2 separate regions of the Mus musculus genome follow, and region 1 is linked to region 2. A link is a contact called in public HiChIP or PLAC-seq data. All regions are on one chromosome and are shown on one strand. Each heading gives the region's core, a stretch centred on a gene start, on an enhancer-like site or on the middle of the called end of the contact. The rest is flanking DNA. Distances are from core to core; before and after follow the strand shown.

Region 1 (3,376 bases), core at 668-3,167, 150 kb before region 2:
GGTGCATCTGGAGACAGCTACAGTGTACTTAGATATAATAATACATAAATCTTTTAAAAAATAAATAAACAGACTGCTCTTAAGGTTTGTACAAGTAGTGCTGTTGCAGAACTCAATGGTTGGAGGCCTTAGAGCAATATAGACCTTGTATATAAAGCTACCAACCTTGCCTGCCACAGATTAGTCACATAATGTTAATTTCTCCTAAAATGAGAATTAATTTTAAATATTGGGAAAATGATGTTTGGAGTGCTATAACTGCTAATACTGATGCAAATGTTATACAACTTTTCTTGAAAACTATTTGATAACAACAAAAAAAACTTTTAAAAAATCAGTCTATTTTCTAGTAAATTGATCTGATATGTGTATTTCTCTAATAACCATCAAATAAAACAAATCATGGCAGATTGATAGCTGGGCGTGATGGCTAGTCTTGGTTGTAAATTGACTACTTCTGGAATCAATAAAAACCTCCAAGTAGCTCATAATGCCTGTGAGGAATTTTCTTGATCATATCCTTTGAGGTGGAAAACCTCAGAACATACCTTCTAGTGGCAGTCCATGTAAAAGGACACAGAACAAGCAGCTCACTCTATAGAGTAAGCTACATAGCTGTGTCGCCTCAGATAACGCTTTTCTCTTTTGGATCCCAGATTAACATCCTCACCTTTAACACAAACAAACAGTTTAAATGTTTGTTAGTGTGATGTTTTGATTCTGTGGTTCTCTGGATATAAACACATTATTTACATTGCCCGAAGCCTAGATACAGATGCAGTTCAAGTCACAATAACCGTGTTTGTTTCATCCAAGACACTGAAAGCAGTCCACAATTATGCTAGAACAAAATGTCTCCTCCTTTGTCTGCTGGCACTATGACCAAGCCCATGGCCTGCCAGGCGAAACCTCTACCACTGGGCCATAAACCCCCTCCATCTCTGTCCCTGGCAAGTTCATCTATACTGCTGGTGAGGCATTCCTTGGACAGTATTAGAACTTACCTCTTCTGGATTCCAGTGTACACTTAGACCAGTTTAGAAATCCTGCCTCGTGGATTAAATAACTATTAGATGGCCTTTTCATGGAGAAGACAATCATTGAGCCAGACCTAAAATACACACATGCAACCCCCCCACACACACACCCCAGTTCTCTTCCTCTGAAGAACTCTGACTAATGGCCTTTAGATTTTTTTCCCTCATTACATAATAAGGATAGTATTCAATTTCCACACAGAACTTTATGTGTATCATAAAATTTATAATACATGTTTTTAAACTTTTTAAAGAAAGTTTTAAAAGTATAAACTCAAGGCCTTGTGCATGGTTGACAAGTACTCTACTGCTCATTTATATTCCCAGATACATTATAATAAATGTACTATAAGTTCCAAGTTAGAAATCTACCAAGCCATTATCAAAGACTGGCCAAGTTATATTCTTATGCTTATTGACAAATTGGATTCTGATATTTAAAAAAGAAAATCTATTAAGAACTAAGTTTAGTAATAATTCGTAGGGTTAGTAGTTCAAAGAATATCAATCCTGAATGATGGATGCCTTTTATATTTTGGACTATATCTTTATAATTTAGATATTCCCAAATCCTATGTGAGCTACAATCTTATTGAAAGCTTCAGTGTTCTAAACAACTTCTAAAAAGACAGGAAGGATACAAAATGAACAGAGGGTATCTTCCTATTATGTTTCAAAAGGGACTTTCTAACCTTTATTGCAATAAGGACAACAGTGATAGCCTAGTCATACATGACAAATACAATGTCCAGATATTAGTTATATATAGGAACCTTCATACAGACAGACAGCTAATAGTCTACACTGGATATGTTTAGGTTCTCCTGAGTATTAAGGCAAATGCCATCCTGTAAAGTAGAAGTTAGCTATTACAGGAAATGCACAATGAACCACAGAGGATGCATAAATTCTTTTCCTGTTCCTTCAAGCGCAGACTAACCCTGTCTTCAGCTTTCTAAACTTCCCATTGGGTCCCATTGGGACCTGGTCCCATTAGTTACCCCTCTCCATTTATCTTCTGTCTCTCCACCTACCCCTATCACCTTGGCTTAATTCCCTTAGCATATAAATATTTTCTAATCTAGCGCATACTTTATAAATCAAGACAAATAATTTGACCTTGCATTCTTTCATCTACATACAATTCTTTTTCTTCTTCAATTCACAGTAACACTTCTGAAAAGGAATATTCTATACTCATGTTCCAACTTGGTTTCTCTAGTGTACTGTAACCAAGCTCCCTGTTCTACTCTCCAAGCTTCTATCATTCTAGTTCACACTTGATCTTACAGAGTACCTTAGCTATATTAGATAGACCATTCACTAACTAAAACTTTGCTTTACACTTTCTATCGAGCTTCTACAAATCGTTTACTGCTGTTCTGTTTCAGTTTTGTTACATACTCTTACTGTACTTTTACCTCTTAAGCATGGGTTCTCCGTGTTCTATCACTAACTTCTATCTCAATAGGAATATAGTCAGTATTTTAAATTTTCTTAGTTTCTGCCTGAATCTACACATTTATTACTTCTAAAATTTCACCTGCAGCCTTCTGGATGTCCTACTGTCTCCTAGACATTTTACATACCTTTGAAATCACCCTCCTATCAAAGCAAAACTTGTTGCATCTTTGTTAATGGCACTCAACATCTTCTCAACCCAATCAAGCTCAGAGTCTTCTAGAGTCAACTAGTCTTTCCTCTCTGCCTCTTTTTCATGGCATCTCATGGACGGCCTATCATTTTGCTTTTTTGAGTCTATTTAATTTTACTCAATCTCAACCCCAAATGCCTTACCTTGAGTCTCTGTTACTTTTAAGAGGTGACAATTGCAATCATTTGCTATAAACCATATTCTGATATTATTTTTCTACATAAAGCTTTTTAGTAAGCCGGGCGTGGTGGCGCACGCCTTTAATCCCAGCACTCGGGAGGCAGAGGCAGGCGGATTTCTGAGTTCGAGGCCAGCCTGGTCTACAAAGTGAGTTCCAGGACAGCCAGGGCTATACAGAGAAACTCTGTCTCGAAAAAAAACCAAAAAAAAAAAAAAAAAAAGCTTTTTAGTCTTCTATTCCAAAAGCTATGTTTTCTATGTTGTTAGAGACACTTGAAGATGCTTGTAAAAATGCATGTTTGTATGCATGGCCAGCTGCATTACATATGCTTCCTAATGATTCTGGCCTCAGACTACACTTCTTACCAGGAAATAAAGGCCCTACAAGATTTGCCCTTCTCTACTTAGCTCTCTCTGTTATTTCCCTCTCCCTCCTATTAAGTACTTTATTATCACTGGATTATCTGCATTTATCTCAGTGTCTTTGACTTTTGTGCTTTTGCTG
Region 2 (3,185 bases), core at 333-2,832:
CCAGCCTGGTCTACAGAGTGAGTTCCAGGACAGCCAGGGCTATACAGAGAAACCCTGTCTCGAAAAACAAAACAAAAAACAAAAAAAAAACATTATTATCATCAATAGTGAAGTGGCTCTGTTAGTTCTCTCCGAAGGAAGAATTGGAGATTGGGGTAGGGCTGGGGAGACCAAGCCTGGAGCTAAGCACCCTGAGGACAGATGCAGGTTTCTTCCGGCTCTCTCTCTTCTCTCTCTCTTCTCTCTCTCTCTCTCTCTCTCTCTCTCTCTCTCTCTCTCTCTCTCTCTCTCCCTCTCCTCCACCAAGTAGGAGGCTTTCTGGGCTTCTGTGATACATATATTAGGTTGCGAAGCTCAGAACTGAGAGACCCCAGGGACAAGGAAAAGATAAAAGCAATGGCAGGGATGGGAGCCTCGCCCCTCAGGCTGTAGACATGGGTGGCAGAGCACTGAGCTTGTGGTGTGGTGATGCCATCAGGATGTTGCTAGGACAGTGAGGCACTCCCAGAAGCCTAAGAGTGCCTGGGGCTCCCAGAGAATTAGTGTGCACCATGAGTAATGTGAATCCGGTTTGAAACTTCTATTTGGAATTCTATATGAGCAACAGTTCATGTCTCTGAGCTCAGTCATGGTAGCCTACATTCACAGGCACCACACAGATCTGACTTCTAAGGATCGATCGTTGAAGGGAACAAGTAACATCGGCAATCAGCAATAAAAACAACTGGATAGTGTTTACTGTTTGCTCTGTGTGTGTGTGTGTGTGTGTGTGTGTGTGTGTGTGTGTTACTGAATACTTGCTCGGTAAGCACTCTACCACCAAGCTAGACCTCCTATGCTCTGTTTACTTTTTATTTTGAAAGAGTCTCACTCAATTGCTTAGGCAGGCCTTGAACTTGTGATCCTCCTGCCTTGGGCTCTAAGTGGCTAGGGTTACAGACCTGTATCATTAAGACCTGCCCAGTGTATACTCTCATATACTTTATATTTGAGGACTTTGGAGTTCAGAGAAGCCTGTATCTGTCCCCCAGGATGCCTAGCTTCAACCTCAGTCTCCCTGGCCCTACCCCCACCTTTAGTCTCTGGTTCCTCCTTTGGGGGAGAACTAACATCTATAATGAACTCCAGCAGACCAGTTTGTCTAATTGGTATTCTCCCTGTGACCTTGTTCCTCTTTGACCCCGCCAACTTGCCAGCCCCTCCACCTAGAGCTTAATGCCAGGATTCCTTGTGTTCCTGAGTGATGTTCCCCTTCTTGGACAAGGACATAGGCACCCACCGATCTTCAATCCAGTCCCTCTGACATAAGGAATAAGCATAAGGGACAGGCCTTGCCATTCTACACCCTGCAGGTGTGTGTCCTTAATAAGCCCATCCCCCAATCTGGGGAGCTGCTAAAGGCTCCTGTGGCAGGACACAATGCCTCAAAGGAATCTCTTTAGACTCTGCCTCAAATTTGCCTGTTAGAGCCACCTGCTCTGCTCAGAACACATGCAAATTTCCACCACTCGCCCAGTCTTTGAACTCTAGCCTTTCCTTCAGCATCCTTGACCACGGAAATACTGCGTTTTGCTTTCCGATAGTGCCCTCGTGTGGCAGAAATCAGAACTGCAAGTTATAGACCGGGACGCAGCCAGAAACCAACAATTGGCAGGTTTCCCTTTTGAAACTAACAACCTTTTAGTGTTATCAGTCTCTGTAGCAACCAACAAAGCTATTAGGTCACCGGGATATATCAGTCCCCTCTCATTTAGATAAAATTCTATCAGGAAATTCTAAGTTCCATTCTTGAGAAAAGAGAAAGCATTCTTTGGGTGCATCTTTCTGTTTGTGTCAGGAGAGGACCCTTGTGGCAGGGGCAATCTATTATACAAAGTTTGTGTGGCCTTCCTGCAGCTTTGAAAAAAAAATCGCCAGGCGTGGTGGCGCACGCCTTTAATCTCAGCACTCAGGAGGCAGAGGCAGGCGGATTTCTGAGTTCGAGGCTAGCCTGGTCTACAAGGTGAGTTCCAGGACGGCCAGGGCTATACAGAGAAACCCTGTCTCGAAACAAAACAAAACAAACAAACAAACAACCCCCCCCCAAAAAAAAAAACAGGCTATGTTAAAAAAAAAAATCTCTTATTCAGGAAGCATGAGATGGTACCGGCAATATCTGCAGGTTCTCTCCGAGATTGGACATGCCGGGAAGAGCATAGGATCTGGAGTGTGGTTGATAGACACCCCACCCGGGAAAACTGAGTGTCCCTTTCCCAGCAGGAACCATCTCCAAATAGCTTCTTGGTTAGGGATGGAACTTTGTGTCCGCTTCCCCTTCTCTGTGCTGGGATTTTGTCTAGCTTGAACGTGTCACAGTCTCTGTGAGTTCGTACGTGTAGCAACCTTGTCGGGTCTAGAAGACGTTGTTCCTTGGCTTCATCCCCCACCTCTGGCTCTTACAGTCAGTCTGTCTGTCTGTCTCCTCTTCCACACAGACCTTAAGCCTTGAGGGGAGGAGTTCGATAACAGTGTCCCATTCAGGACTGACAGCTCCAAAGTCTCTCACTGGTCGTCCTTACCCAATAGCAGTTACCTTTCTCCTGGCTTTTCCTTAAGTGCTGGGTCTAGGACCGAGGGTCCCACACTTAGCTGAGCAAGCCCTTGACCTCTGTGCCCTCCTCCAGTAGTGGTTGTCTGAGGAAGAGGATTTTATGTCTGAAAACGTTTTCACTTCATCACTCGTACTTGATTTGAACTTTGCCGGGGAAAATCCTTTTGAAGACATTTAGGAGTTTTGGGGACTCAGGAGGTTCTGTTTGACTTCCTCTCTCTCTGTCACCAGATTGGGGGAAACTCTTTAACCAGAGACACATTGATCCATTCATTGTCTGTTTTTTGTTTTGTGTGTGTGTGTGTGTGTGTGTGTGTGTGTGTGTTTTAAATGAGATACCTCATTTTAAAAAAACATGAGCTTCCAAACTTGGGACATAGGTCGTTTTGTTAGGGTCCATGCCACACATATGCATGGCTGAGGGATCAACGCCCGATCCCACAGAAAAGGAGGCATGGAGGCCCCAGCCTGCAACGCCAGCACTTGGGAGGTAGAGGCTGAGAGGCCTTACGCTCACTTAAGAGCTTGAGAGGCTTAAGAGGCCACCCTTGAGTCCATAACAAGTTCAAGCCAGCCTGTCTCGAAGGAAAGCAAG

What was found. HiChIP or PLAC-seq counts read pairs in DNA pulled down with a chosen protein or histone mark.
Region 1: a contact with region 2 is called in a RAD21 HiChIP or PLAC-seq map of pro-B cells, with 4 times the contacts expected there. The contact joins two enhancer-like sites. A contact is called at or near these places in 4 of 39 promoter capture datasets (the C10 cell line, cranial neural crest, embryonic stem cells and 1 more), 4 of 15 datasets of contacts at CTCF or cohesin (CD8 T cells, the NIH/3T3 cell line, large pre-B cells and 1 more), 2 of 484 Hi-C or Micro-C datasets (bone marrow-derived macrophages and myeloid progenitors), 2 of 115 datasets of contacts at active chromatin or transcription factors (the HPC-7 cell line and embryonic stem cells) and 3 of 9 other capture datasets (adipose tissue, liver and pancreatic islet).

The regions. Positions count from the first base shown.
Region 1 is chr11:77,247,637-77,251,012 of GRCm38.p6, reverse strand. All of the region lies in intron 1 of Ssh2 (slingshot protein phosphatase 2), which reads right to left. Among named protein-coding and RNA genes, the nearest start is that of Gm24989, 4.3 kb to the right of the region's middle. Within about 2 kb of position 1,917, at least 7 of the 459 cell types and tissues checked have an H3K27ac peak or open chromatin away from gene starts, as enhancers often do. A contact at or near this core is called in pro-B cells, where this site is marked.
Region 2 is chr11:77,098,733-77,101,917 of GRCm38.p6, reverse strand. The region is part of intron 17 of Efcab5 (EF-hand calcium binding domain 5); the gene reads left to right. Among named protein-coding and RNA genes, the nearest start is that of Nsrp1, 22 kb to the right of the region's middle. Within about 2 kb of position 1,582, at least 27 of the 459 cell types and tissues checked have an H3K27ac peak or open chromatin away from gene starts, as enhancers often do. A contact at or near this core is called in pro-B cells, where this site is marked.